Linked DNA regions of Sus scrofa: region 1 is linked to region 2. Evidence: chromatin contacts called from public HiChIP or PLAC-seq data. All regions are on one chromosome and are shown on one strand. The core of a region is the stretch at or near the end of the contact, and the rest is flanking DNA. Distances in the headings are between cores, read along the strand shown. Region 1 overlaps LOC106506470 (a long non-coding RNA gene). Region 2 has its middle 210 kb from the start of EGFLAM.

Region 1 (7,663 bases), core at 3,520-6,019, 300 kb before region 2:
ATGTGGTGAAGTTTGGCTGGTCCCAAAGGATAGCTTCACATGCTTTGATGCTTGCTACATAAATCTAGAAGTTCTAATATGAAGAGAATTTCTTCAGAAGACCTAATATAGATGGGGGAATAGGCCCTGGTAAGCAAAGCAATTTCAATAGTAAAAGTGGGACTAGAACCCAATATTCCAATCCCCGGGTGGGAGTCTATTCACAGCACAGTACAGTTGCTCAGAGTTGGTCCTCCATTCTTTGTGTCCTAAAGATTATACATTGTCAGTGAGGCTGAGCGCTTCTCTTAAAGGGTTTAGCCTGGAGTTCCTGCTGTGGTGCAGTGGGATCACGGCATCTCTGCAGTGCCAGGACACAGGTTCAATCCCTGGGATCCAGTTTAGCTGCAGGAACTCCATATGCCACAGGGCGGCCAAAAGAAAAACAGGTCTTGTCTGTAGACTGGAGGTCAAAAACTGGCATTTTAAGGGCTAAATCTAATTTGCAGGTGTGGTTTTTTTCCTTGGTTTTTAAAGTGTTTTTGAGAAATGTGAACAAGTTGCTATCATTTAAAAATCAAGACTTTTCACACACGAATCCAGATTTCTGACTTCTTTTGAAAAAATTCAGAATCAGGACACACTGGAACCATTTTCACACATGGTAACTAATGGCTAGAGCTGATGGTGTGCTGGAGCGAGCTCAGACCAGCTCCTAAGAGCCAATGATAAAGTGCTCAGAAATGTTGTGCGCGAGTGTTCCATAGCTGGGAGCTTGAATTCAGCTATAGAGAGATTTATATCTCAGGCATTGGCCAAACTACAAATTAGGGCTTTTATTTCTCCTTCCCTTCCCTGCCCTGCCCTTCTCTCCTTTTTTCCCTTTCTCCCTTCCTTCCTCCTTCCCTTCCTTCCTTCCCCCCTTTTTGATCCTTCCATCTCCACCACACCACTTGCTCGATTACTTGTGCTTTTCTCTTTTCCTTTCTTTTCTTTTTGGACTGCCAGTTTCCTACCACAACACTGGCTGGAACTAAAGAGAACCCACCCTGTTCAGAAAATCATGGTCCCACTGGGCCGTCTTCACTTATTTATGTTACCCTCCAAGCTAGGGGAGCGACCAGAATTGGCATCTCCTACAGTAGACTCTGGACATAAATGGTGGTATTCCTAAAACCAGTTTGTACATTGCTGAGCAAAGGGTCAATCATCACCATCTCTTGATTTTAAGCTCTTTTAACAAAGTGTTTATTCACATATTATAACACAAATGTGCAAAATCTAAAGTCTCAGCTCAAGAAGTTTCATAAAGTGAGCACCACATGAGAATATCCAGTTGAGAAAGAGAACGTTGACAGTATACCCAGAAGCCCCTCATAACCTTTCCCAATTACTGCCTCTTCCTCCTTGTCAAAGGTAAACCATTTTCCCAACTTCCAACACCATGATTTCCTTTTGCCTGCTTTTGAACTTCATATAAGTGAAATCTAGAGCTTATATTCTTTTCTAGCTAGCTTCTGGATTTGCTACTATAGTTGTGAGTTCCATTCATTTTTTTATAATGGACTTCAACTATTCTTTATGAATATCCCACAATTTATTTATTCACTCTACTACTCAGTTTCCAAATTGAGCTCTCTTAGCCTGGATTCCCCCAAAAGGAGACCCCACGACAGAGGTTTGCCTGTGAACACTTTATTTGGGAATGTTCTCCCTGGGAGAGTGAAATGAGAAAAGAGAGGAGACCAATATAAGAATATTTTATTCAGTTAACTATTTCCACAATTAGCTACTGTTCAATCCTCCCAGCGTTTTCTAAGGGGCCTTTTGAAATGCGTTTCAGAACTGCTTACCAGGAAGAACGGAAGTAGAAACATTTATCCAGTGTCTTTTGGCTCCTGTTTCCCATTGTCCAAGGATGGTCCCACTAGTAAAAATCCTCTTATTCTTCTAGGTCATGCGTGCATGAGTTTTCCATGGGAATACCAAGTAAGAGAAGCTGCATTGCAGGAAATCAGGTATATATGGTGCAGACCCCTAGGCAAAGCATTACTGATTGTACCTGCAGAAGCCAAAGCTTGCAGGAGATCAATTACAACAGCAAAGATGGGGCCAAGGAGATTTTGAAGTTGTGCAAAAGAAGTGTCTCTATACTGGCTATTTTGAATAGCATGGCTGTGAGCATTCTTGTTCATGTGCCTCGGTGCACATATGTACACATTTCTGTTGGGTATGTTCATAGGAGTGGAATTGTTGGAGCATAAGATATTTACATGTGCAATCCAGTTTTCTAAGGTGTTTATTTTACTTACATTCCCACTAGCAATGACAACATTTTTTGTTGTCCTATCTCTTTTTAAAATGTTACTATAAAAATATATGTATATACATATAGCTTTCTAATGGCTGGAGATTGTTGCCAGATTGTGTCTCCTCAACTGTCTGGTCCACTTAGCACCACATTTTACATCTGGTCGTTTTAGTGCTGTGTCCTGGGCTGCAGATGTGCTCAAGTATTCCGAGCTGTTGGGTTGAGCCCAACAACTGTGCACTTGACCTCAGTGGCAATCCAAAGTAAACAAAGAGAAAGGAACAAGACATGTAATATCCCCCAAAGAAGTCACTGTAATTGATTAATTTCATCTATCAAGAAACCATTCCAAGTCTTTGACTGATTTGAGACTCCCTGTTGTGATAGAGAATGTCTTCCTCGAAGGGATGTTATAATTTTTGCCAGTAATATCCAGAGGCCTGCTTTTTTTGTGCTCAGAGACTAGGTTGCCTGTTAATATGTAATCTTTGATAGAGAAACGGAGAGGAAGGTGAGCCTACCCTTCAAGGTCTGGCCCCAAACCCTTTCCCCTTAGTTCTAGTCCAAGATTAACTTCCACCTGACTCCTCCATAATGCAGTGAAAGAGCCAATTGCCCTCACTCTGAAATGCTCCCTTGGTTTCCACTGGCCACAATAAAATTTCCTTCTCTGTGGTCCTCTTGGCCTGAGCTTCAGAGGAACACCTCCTAGGAGACACACCAAGTCTAGCAGACTTAAGTATATTCAGCTTCTAAGCATCTCTCCCAAAGACAAGGAGGTGGGGTTGGATGAGTTGTAAATAGAAGTTTCTTGTCAAGAAGCCTCCAGAAGCTTGTTTTGTTCCTCCTTTTCTGTAGTCTGCTGTGGTCATTCCACTCCTTGACCACTATGAGCAGAAATTCTCTAGTCTTGCCTCAACCCTTTGTACTGGCCCAGCCCACCTGGCTGCTGTCTGATATGGGCAGTTCCTGGGGACACTTCTAGTCTAGCCTGCTATGCTGGTCCATTGTTGCTGGGCCTCTTAAGGAGGCTGGAGGGGAGTTCTCTTCCCTAGAGGGATGCTTCACCATTCAAGGCAAAGGACTTCACTATGGGTGAAGGGAGGTCAAACTAACCCTAACTTCTTGCACTGATGAGCATCCAGGATTTTCCTTGAATATCTCAACACCTCTCATCTCCTGAGGAGGGAGACCCAAAGTTGTAGCATTTTTCTTTTGCACCTCTTTTCTCTGCCTTAAGGCAAAGCTGGCTTGCTCACGGGTACTTCTACATTTCATTGACTCCAAACATACTGATTCATCTGGGGGGTGGGGAGGGAAGCAGCGATGATGGTGATGGGAAGCCAGATTTTAGAGCTTGATCTTACAACTTCTCTACTGCCGTAACAGCCAATTTTATTGCTGGACTTACTATGTGTACTTACTAAGCCCTTTCCATGCATATTATTTAATTCTACAACTCTTTGAGGAATTAGTCACCTTTATAGCTAAGAAAATGGTGTCTTTGGATTCTGTTAGAAAGTGGTCAAGCTGGGATTCAAACCCAGGCAGCTGGCTCCTAGAGCCCACACCCTCAGTAAATACCTCCTGCTACCAGGATTTCTTGCTCAATCACCCAAATGCTGGTTCTCAACTCCCAGCTATATATTAGTCTTCCTTCTTTGTGGCCCCAGCTCCCAGGACTGTCCTGAAAATGACTCAAAGAAAGTTGACTGGGACCCATCCCCACCCCTTGTCTTTTCCCCAGGGCTCTTACGTCCTCCTGAGATGGGAGGACGTGGGTTTTGAGCTCTGCAGTGGTGCAGAGCATGAGCTCATGGCTAAGCCATGGCTTGACTTAGACTCTTCAGCCTCAATCCCAGCTTCATCACTTAGCAGATGTGAAAACAGCAAGTTATTAAACTTGCCAGCCTTGGTTTCTGCGTCACTTCAATGAAATAATAGTAATGCCTGCCTAATAGAGTTTTTCACAGGATTGGAGGAGTTGATACATAGAACATTTAATACAGTAACAGACATTCTGTGAGATGCAGTGAATATCAGTTTTTACTGCTCGTGAAATTCCTAATCAGTTTTTTGAAATCTTGACCTTGGAAAGAGCTAGTGAATTTTCTTGTGATTCCTGATTTTCCAAGTCCTCTCACCCTTTCCCCATTTCAGCACCACTCCTTACCCCCAGTCATTTCACATGGCTTTTGAGTGCTCACACTTTTCTCTCACCACTTTCTGTGTTCCACAGCGACTCAGCTTTTCTATCCATCTGGGAATGAGTCTGAGCTCTTTCCTGCAGCCCCTAGTCAAAGCCTGTGCCATCAGTGTGTCCCTAATGGAGTCAAAGTGCCTCCACTTACATTCAGCAGCTCAGAGGCTTAGTCCTTATGAAGGATTTGGAACCTTTGACCCTGGATAACAATGGGTTATCACCTTACATAGAGATTTCCTCTTCTAGATGACAGAACTGAGTTTCATGAACAGTCTTGCACCAGTGCTACCCGTAGAAGTATAACAAGAGCCACTAACACAAGCCTCACATATGTCATTTGTTTTCTAGTAGTCATACATTTAAACACGGTAAAACAAAAGAGGTGAAATAATTTTAATAATACTTTTTATTTAACCCAATATCCGCAATATTATCAGATCATCATTTATTCGATATAAAAATTATTAGTGAGATAATTTACCTTCCTTTTATTTGAACCAAATCTTTAAAATCTGATAGGTAGTTGACACTTACAGCACATCTTAACTTGCACTGGCTCATTTCAGCTACTCAATAGCTACTCATGATTACTGGCTACCATATTAGACAGAGGACCTGAGCCATTAGTCCCCTGGGTCTAGAATCCTTAAACATTTCCTATTCTACATCTCCATTCTAACAGTGGGCGCATGTAGCACAGTGCCTGGCACAGAGTAGGTGGGCAGTGCAGGCGTTTCTCTTTCCTTCTAGTTTTGCTTTTATTAAATCACCCTCACTCTGACTTATCCATTCCCTTTTATTATATTTGTTCTCATTTTTCAAGGTGCTTGGAAGGGAACTGAGAGCTAGATGCAATATTTAGAGTGGTATTAGGCAACAACCCCAAGACCAAAATAGCTCACATGGCCAGAACTAAAATTAGACTCTTGACCCAGAAGAGAACTCTTCTATCCAGAGAGTGACTTTGAATTAGCTTGACCCACAGAAAATGGCTTACTCTTACTGATGGACAGTATTAACATCCAGAAAATGCACTGAGCATTTTACCAAAAGAACATCATAAGCTATCCATGGAAGTTGGCTTCTTATCCTAGAAGTGCTGCATCGCTCATGTCAAGAATGCATTTTCTTGTCAGTACATAAGATTGAGGTTAAATCTCATACTTACACTAATGCAGTGGTTCTTAATTAGGATGTGTATCTGAATTATATACCTGAGGAGATTTCTCAAAGGGTTTTTCTCCCCCAAGAGTCCAGCATAAATTAAAATCACAGACGCACAAATATGTATATTTTGATTCTGGCACAATTTCCCCTTCCAGGCCCTGTTCCCACCTTCCCCATCAAGAACCACAAGCATGGCAGCTTTTCAGATAGGTGACACCTAGATGAGCAGCTCTGAAAGGGAAAATCAAAAGAGTCAAAACTTCTAGCAAAGAAGGAGACTTCTTGCTGTCTGCTCCTGGGTATTCTATCCTTTCAAAACGGCTTCTCTTCCCAGTTAACTCATAAGAGCCCAGACTTTTTTCCTCAGTGGTCATCTTGGCTTCCTCCAACGTCTGTCCTTCTCCCCTGTATCTCAGAGGTGGCATCTGAGACAGAGCAGGAGCTAAGTACACACGGCAAATCAAGGAATGGTGCCTAAATTAAAGGGAGGTCTCCCATAGCTTATCAGTTTACCCAGTAACCTTGTCTTTCTCTGTCGAGGTTACTCTTTTATGCACATAAATGAGAATTAGAACATCTCTGCCCTGCTCCTTTCAGCAGTATACCTCTGCCTTGATGCATGCTGCCATCCATTTCACTGCAACGTTTGCCATAAATTTGCTTTTAAAAGACTGTCTCTTACAATACTGTCAACGGCCTTTGCATTAAAAATGAGAAAAATATGGAAACATGCACCAACATATTCGGAAATAAATGGCTTCTTTATTACATAAAAGCTCTCATGTGTCTCAAAGCTACTGAGAATAGAATAATTTATCGTAAATGAGATTATTATTGCTGGGAAAAGGTCTATTTTAATGCCAGTTTTCTTGGAGATTAAACCAAACCCTAACAGTCCACTGGGGGTGTTCGTAAATGTATATGTCAAATACTTAAAAGCTTTAAGTGGAAAATATATGCTGATGCAGCAGTCTTGGGGAAGACATTCTGTTTGTCTTATCTCTAGGGGGTCAGGTCCAGTGTCCAAAAAAAAAAAAAAAGAAAAAAGGTAAAAAAGATAATGCGAGAGATCCACTGTGCTTTGTGCTTTGGGGTTTGATGTGCAACGTCGGAACCTCGTCTCTCGGCCTCAGGATCTCCAACAGCTGGGTGGTGTCCAGTCTCGGGGACACACTCTGCAAAACAAATACAGTCTTGAGAAAATTTTATCCTGTGTTTCTCTAGGGCATATGTTTCGCAAGAAGATAAATGGGGACTCGAGAGGAAAACTGTAGATCTGGACTTAAGAAAGAGAGTGGATTATACTTTCTGACACAGCTCGAAAACAGGGTACTCTGCTTAAAGGGCATGAAAGATGAGTGGCTGATTTTCAGACGCTGAACGAGATCAAGGGTATTTCTCATGCAAACTATACTGAGTGTTATTTTATCTTTCTTTGTCGAATCAGGGTCTTTATAAATATCAATCATCATAGTATAGCGACTGAGTGGTCCGTGAGTAAAATGTTACTTTAACCAGCTTTTACAGGATAGGGGTTTAATGGTCTTGGGGGAGGGGCGGACAACCTTTTGTACTATCCCCAGGTGTTTACAACTTATGCAAAGTAGGAGTAAAGTGATGGGTATGTATTTTGCTACCCATGTAACTTCTGTGGAGGACTGGTGATTGTATCTCACGTTCCCCATCCTTTATAAAGGCGTTCTTAGATCATCCAGCACTGGGATGACAGATGTAAGGAACACCCTTCGTAGCTCTTCTTGTCTTCTTCTTCTCAATTCCTCGCCAGTATCCTTTAACCCAGGTCCTTTTGCAACTTCATTTCTAGTCAGTGCCCTGCCACCCTTCTGGAAAGATCCATGGATCTGAGTACTAAAACTGTCATGATTGTCTTTGTTGAGAGGGATGGAGGGGCGGGTTTGGGCTGCTAGAATCCCAGGCCGGAAGAGTGGAGCTGGCAGGGAGGAAGTTTGGCTTAGGGACAGGCCCCCCAGGACTGATGCATT
Region 2 (6,880 bases), core at 4,137-6,636:
ATTTTCCAACCTCCACTAGTCCAGCAAGCCTGCCTTGTTCTGATGGCTTTTTTGAGCAATTTATTAACTTGCAGTGATCTCGCACCATCCCCTAGATTCCCCTATGATCCTTTACTGGGACTTCTATACCACCTGTGCCTACTCCATCCCTATCAGCTGCACCATGATGAGAACCCCTTGCTGGGCCCCTAGTCATTAATGAGGGGTTCCAGCACCCAGAGGAAACAGAACTTAAAATATTTATTTCTATAAGGAGGGATTTTGAAAGATTATTATGCTCTCTGGGAACAGGAGCTGTTTTACCCAGGGGTCCTGCCTTGACTTACGGGGATCGGGCGGGGGGGCGGGGGGCAGACAGTAAGGCTCATTCGTTAGATGGGATGTGATGCAAGTTGCTGTGAACTGAAGGTTGGCACTTGCCGTCAGCCTCTACATGGATTTAATCATGAGCCACTGCAGCTGCTGACCCACAGCACTCCCTGGGCAGAGCTCAGGGTGAACGCTGGGAGTGAGGCACTCTGTGCTCTGGGAAAACTGGAAGATGAAGTCTTCAGATATGTGGAAAGTAACACAATGTCTTTTCTATCAAAGGACATCTTGGTTACTCCATTTTGCTCTGGTTTTGGCTGAAACGCCCTCCTGCGGCCCCCTGCTTGTCACCTCTTTTCCCAGCAACAGTTTGTTTCAATTAGCCAACCAGGAAGAACCTGTGCTCTGACCTGACCAATGGGAAGGGGACAGTACATCACCTGTGTCGGGGATAAATAGGGAGGGTGTTTTCCTCTTTGCACGTGCGTTTTGGTGTACTCACGCCCTTCTGCAGAAGAGCCTTGTCGAGATCTCCCCAGGTTCATGTGTCTCATTTTCCGACACTGACGATCCAAGCCATTCTCCAACAGATAGTCAGATATTTTTAGGAGAAGATTTTAAGTGCCCAATTCTTGCATCGCCTCATATCTAGAAAAACCCTAAAATCCTTCATGGTGATGTCTGCTCCCCGTGACTGGTAGTCACCTTCAGATGAGCCACCAACTTTGGTAAAATGTGCGCCTGGCTGCACGCCCCTCCTCCTCCCCTTTATCACATCCTGATGTTCCTCCTTTTCCTCCTTGGGTGGTGTTTCAGCCCCGTCTCTAGTTAAGGATAAAACAAAGAATGTCACAGGTCATCTGATTTGTGAATGCAATCACCTCCAAGGGTGAGAGCCCCTGAGTCATACAGGCTGTAAAAACTCAGGATACTGGCCCTGTAGTGGAGGTGCATATCAAAAGGAATGATTTCAGAGAGCCCAGACCTCTTTTGTTCCTGTTCCCTGCCCTTTGTTTTTAAACTCTTATATCCTAGCTCCCCCCCACCCACCCACTGCCATCTGACTGCCTCAGAGCTACCTGAGATGCTCTCTACCAGGCTTAGTCCTAATTTTGCCCCAAGGAAAATTTAACTCTCAACTTCCAGGTTGTGGGTTTTTTTGTTTGTTTTTTTTAAGTGGACAGTACATAAAGTACACTTGAAAGAAACAAAGCTGGGAGTTCCCGTCGTGGCTCAGTGGTTAACGAATCTGACTAGGAACCATGAGGTTGCAGGTTCGATCCCTGGCCTTGCTCAATGGGTTAAGGATCCGGCGTTGCCTTGACCTGTGGTGTAGGTCGCAGACTCAGCTCAGATCCCATGTTGCTGTGGCTCTGGTGTAGGCTGGCGGCTACAGCTCTGATTAGACCCCTAGCAAGAAAATGGCAAAAAGACCAAAAAACAAATAAATAAATAATAAAGTAAAAGTAAACCAAAAAAGAAAGAAACAAAGCTGGTCTCTGGTGAATTTATCGACTGGGAGTCAGGATTGAAGAGTGGTGGAGGAGCTAGAGTCTAAGATGCCCCCTGAGACTCTTGGCCCTGGGTGCACACCCCAGGTACAATCCCATGCCCTGGAGTGTGGCCCAGCCTGAGTCAGCTGACTTTGCATTAATAAAAAGGGATGCCACCCAGGGTGGGTCTAACCTAATCAGGATAGTTCTTACAAGAGAGACCAGGCCTTTCAGTAAGGGGCTCTCCTGTTGACTTTGAAACCCAGTGGGCTTGGGAGAGGGCCTTGAACCTCCACTGACCCCACAGCCCTCGGGAAGAAAGAGAACCTTCACTATCTGGTTTGGCATAAAGTGAGTGCCTGCTTCAGCAATGCTGTGAGAAGCACCCAAAAAACCATTTTGCGTTCCCACCCTCCATTCTAACAACCCCAAAGCCTCCCATCCAACTCCAGGAGCTTCAGGCTTCCAAGCCAGAGGCAGTCCTCTGACAGGGAATAAGGCCTCAAACCTGGGCAAGTCATTTTACCTCCCAAGCGCTGTCTGAGGGACTGGACCAGGACATCAACCAGCTGATTTTATTGCTGAGGTGAAAATGCACTCTGGACAACTAAAGGCACTTCTGCTCTATTGACAGTGCCCTGCCCTTCATACCCCCCCCCCCATCCCCGCCCCACAGTTGCTTTTTTTTTTTTTTTTTTCTTCTTTGCCTTCCAGGGCCTCCCCCGTGGCATACGAGGTTCCCAGGCTTGGGCTGGATCTGAGCCACATCTGCCTGCCTACACCACAGCCACAGCAAAAGCCACACCAGATCTGAGCCACATTTGCAACCCACACCACGGCTCATGGCAAGGCCAGATCCCTAACCCCCTGAGCAAAGGCCAGGGATCGAACCCACAACCTCAGGGTTCCTATTCAGATTCATTTCTACTGTGCCACAATGGGAACTCCCACAGTTGCTCTTTGAACCCTAAGTTCCATGAGGACTCAGATGCCTGCAGCCAGAGCTGAGAGGTCACCACGCAGCAGGGCTTGGAACCCCAGCTCCCATCCTCTACAGCCCCGTTGGTCTGAGTCCCTTTACTCTGCCTCTGCTTTCCTTCAGCCAACTTCCGAACAGGGCTTCCCACAGCTAAGTCCCTGGCCTGTTGCCTGTTACTTCTGTTTCTGAATGAGTGTAGATGAGCAAATTCCTTGCACTTCCTTGGCCTTCCTTCTCACAGATGTTCCCATCCAAGTCCTCCTTCAGCCAAGGCGGAGGTGCAGCCCCCCCCTTAGCCCCAGGTCAGGCCCTTTGCTGGAGGTGGGCAGCTGGAACATGGCAGGGGGTCGGGGGGGCACATACCACATGTTTGAAGACCTCACGGTGTTTGGTGAACCTCTGGATCTTGAGCAAGTCAGAGACTCAGAAAGACAAAGAGAAAGGCAGCCAACTCATCCCAAATGCTGAGACATAGAGCTCCTCTCACCTCTTTCTAGGAAAAGGCGTGAACTCCTGGAAACCATGCACTTTCTAGGACAAAGCCATCTTAGCAAGGGGGGGAGGAGGAGCGGCGGAGAGCTCCCCACTGCCCGCCCTGCTCTTACAGGCCAGGCGGAGGCCCAGGGGAGCACACCGGTGCTCAGACTTAGCTTGTAGCCACTCCCCTGAGCGCTGGAGGGTATTCATGGAGAAGGCCAAGGCCAGAAGGAAAAGACTTCAAGCCCAGACTTCATTGCAAGTGGGGTGAGGGGACCCCTGCATCCCACCCAAGGGGCAGCTCTGGTCTCTGCTTTCGGATTTGTTCAAGCCAGAGTCCTCATAATAGGAGAGCTTTGGAAGAAGGCAGATTGGAGCTGTGATGAGCCTGGCAAGCAGACACGAGGGGGACTGGTCTCTGCCGAAATCCCCTCACCCACAAGACTCCCCGGCCAATGACAGCTCACCTCAGGGAGCCCCAGAATGCCACGGAACAAGCCTGGGGTCCATGGGCCGCTGCATCTGACTGAAGGTCGGGTAAGGGGCAGAAAGGTCCCTAGTGAAGCACCATGTTGTGTCCTCGTGGTGGGACCACAGGCAAGTCTCTTGGCCTTTCCGGCCAGCCTCCATCCTCCCAAGTCAGACTGGCCTTGCCATCTGCTCCTGCCATCATCAAAGGAGGGCTGTTGTTGAGATCAAATATGTGAACATTCTTTGAACATGAGTTTGAAGTGCAATTACTCACAGGGTCTCTCTCAGAAGCCAGACCCGGCTGTTGAACTGGATTAGTCATTTTGCTGCCTGAATAGCACCACCTATCAGCTGGGACTTCCTAAGGACAGCCTGTCACTTGGACGAAGACCCCTGGCTTAAATGCCTTCAGCCTCAAATGCTTGACCTAGGCAGGGCTGCTTATATTGCCCTTGTCTGTTTCACGTGTGCTGTAGAAAAAGCTACTTCCGATGCTGCTGAATGACCCTGCCTCCTCCATTTGGTGATATAACTATGGTGGAGTGGGCAGAAGCAGCCCAAATTCCTTTTTCTGGATTCCGATGTTGACTCCCTGCTGGCAGCCCTCTCCCCTCTGGGCTCCTTCTGTTTTTGTTTTTGCTTTTGTTTTGCTTTTTAGGGCCGCATGCGTGGCATGTGGAAGTTCCCAGGCTAGGGGTTGAATCAGAGCCACAGCTGCTGGCCTACACCATAGCAACAACAATGCGGGATCCAAGCCACATCTTAGACCTACATCAAAGTTCAGGGCAACGCCAGATCCTTAACCCACTGAGCAGGGCCAGGGAACAAATCTGAGTGCTCATGGGTACTAGTTGCATTCGTTACCACTGCGCCACAACAGGAACTTCTGGGCTCCTTCTGTTTGTTTTTTGGCTGCCCCTGGGGTATAAGGAGTTCCCTGACCATATCATCAGGGATCAGGTCTGAGCCACAGCTGCAACCTAAGCAACAGCTGCAGCAACGGAAGATCCTTCACCCACTGTGCGGGGATGGAACCTGCGTCCCAGTGCTCCCAAGACAGTGATCCCGTTGCGCCACAGCAGGAACTCCTTTTTCGGTTTGTTGGTTTGTATTTGCTTTTTTGGTGGGCTCCTTCTGGATGGCAGGCCTGGTGCACTTCTTCCCTGCTTTTGACAAGATAAGCCAAAAGAACCCTTCTCCATTAAGGGACCGGCACCCGCCTACCCCCACCTCCACCTTCAAGGGCAGCCACTGTGTGTTCCTGGAGAGGCCAAGAAGGGAACGTGAAACAGCCAATGCTTGGTCTCCTAAAGGATGACTCAGCTTTCCACGTGGAGCTGGAATTCTCCGCCTTCATTTTCCCCAGCAGCTGGGCCATTGCAGGCTGCCCCTGTGCCTCCCTCCCCGGGAAGCTCGGCCTCGGGGGCAGGGGGCTGGCCCTCGGGCCCTGCGAGGGGCCGTGAGCACCCCCTCCCCAACTCCCTATTCTCCTTCCTTTGGGAACTCTCAGCGCTACAAACAAGCTTGCTGAGAACCATATTTTTCTGGGTGAAAGGTGAAAAATGCAGCATTTCCTCCAAATGGAAAGCACTGGGCCTGCCAGCTCCGGGCACGTTTCCGAGATCCTTCCTCCCACTTGGAGAGGAGGCAGCTCCTTGCAAGCAGGAGAGGAGCAGAGGTGGGTTGGTGGGAAGGAGAGGAGGGACGTGGGAAGGGAAGCCCCGGTCCCTCTGAAACCAGGGCCCTTTGTGTGTAGAAACCAGAGGGCCTGTTCGTGTCCAAGGGGCCTGGAGACGGGGCAGGACCGGGCTTGGAAACTGAAGGCAAACAAGAGGGCAGGAGAGCAGCACAGCTGCTCAGAGTGGCGCCTGAGGGCAGGGTTGCCCGAGCTGCCGCTTCCCGGGTTCTGGAGCAGCCTGGGGACCAAAGAGAGCCCACAAACCTTCGTGAGAGAGATCCCAAAGCTGGGCTTAGAGGAAATGCATGCTGTCAAAGTCAGGTTTAGCGGGAAAAGCAGGAACGTTCCCTTCTCTGACCCCACCCCAGCCGTCCTTGCTTCAAGAACACACGGGAAGTTCTGGGGAATTTTCTCAGCTCCTGACTGGAACAAACGCTTTTCAGGGACCTATGCTTCATGACATCCTTCCTGAGCCATCAGGGGCTGCCTTCAACTCCACGCTCCCTGGCTGCTCCTCAAACCTCTCCATCTAGCCAAGAGCCCAGCTGGCCTTCTGCGCAGAGCTGCTGCCCAAAAGCCATGACACAGATCCTGTCCCCCCGCCAGTCCTTCCTCCGCACAACAACATGGCCTACAAGTATCAGGCCACAGGCCGGAGAACAGAAAAATGGAAAAACGGGAGTGCAGTAGGCAGGGCTGGAGGAGCCGAAGCTGCAACCCCGGGCTGGGCCTGTCATCGCAACCTCACAGGACCCCTCCCAGCTCCAAGGGTCCTACGGACACACCACAGCCGCGGACTCCCTCCTCCTCTCACAGCCCCGCCCTCAACAGCGCAGGACTTGCTGTGGGGCTTTGACTGCACTGATGGCCCTGATTTTCCACCTCCTCTGTACCCCAGGCCCTGTGCCAGGCGACCTGTAATCATGATGGAGGTGGCGTTTCTTTATCTCTTGAATGTATGGACTCCGATTGATAGGATGTAGCAGAAGTGACACAAGGTGCTTCCAAACCTAGGCTAGAAAAGGCCTTAGACCTCGATTCCAGGGCCCTCGGCCTCCCCTGTGGTCATGCAAAGGGCACATCAGGCTGGCTTGCTGGTCCCAGGAGGAGGCTGGAGCAGACCCAAGTCACCTCACCATCCCGGCCATGGCCACGCTAAGCGAGCCACCCTATATGAGTGAACAAGTCCTGCTGAGGCCAGAGCCACCTAGTGAAGCCCAGCCAGGATCAGCAGAGCTGCCCAGCTGACCACTCAAGGCATGTAAGCAGGCAGCATGTCTTGTGGTGTGCCACTGAGGTTTTGTGGTCATTTGTCATATAGCACTATTGTGGCAATAGATAGCAGATACATTCACAGAGGAAATGGAGGTGGTGGGGTGGGGTCGGGGGGACCACAACGCCGGGCTAGCTCTCCTGCCCATCTGAACCCAGGTCTGATCCCTCAGCTTCAGGACAAGGGTTATATCCTCCCAA

Evidence for each region. HiChIP or PLAC-seq counts read pairs in DNA pulled down with a chosen protein or histone mark.
Region 1: a contact with region 2 is called in an H3K27ac HiChIP or PLAC-seq map of skeletal muscle. The contact joins two enhancer-like sites. A contact is called at or near these places in 1 of 47 Hi-C or Micro-C datasets (skeletal muscle) and 1 of 2 datasets of contacts at active chromatin or transcription factors (skeletal muscle).

What each region holds. Positions count from the first base shown.
Region 1 is chr16:23,906,982-23,914,644 of Sscrofa11.1, reverse strand. The region is part of intron 4 of LOC106506470 (a long non-coding RNA gene); the gene reads left to right. Among named protein-coding and RNA genes, the nearest start is that of OSMR, 130 kb to the left of the region's middle. Within about 2 kb of position 4,769, at least 3 of the 83 cell types and tissues checked have an H3K27ac peak or open chromatin away from gene starts, as enhancers often do. A contact at or near this core is called in skeletal muscle, where this site is marked.
Region 2 is chr16:23,608,462-23,615,341 of Sscrofa11.1, reverse strand. No RefSeq gene overlaps it. Among named protein-coding and RNA genes, the nearest start is that of EGFLAM, 210 kb to the right of the region's middle. Within about 2 kb of position 5,386, at least 31 of the 83 cell types and tissues checked have an H3K27ac peak or open chromatin away from gene starts, as enhancers often do. A contact at or near this core is called in skeletal muscle, where this site is marked.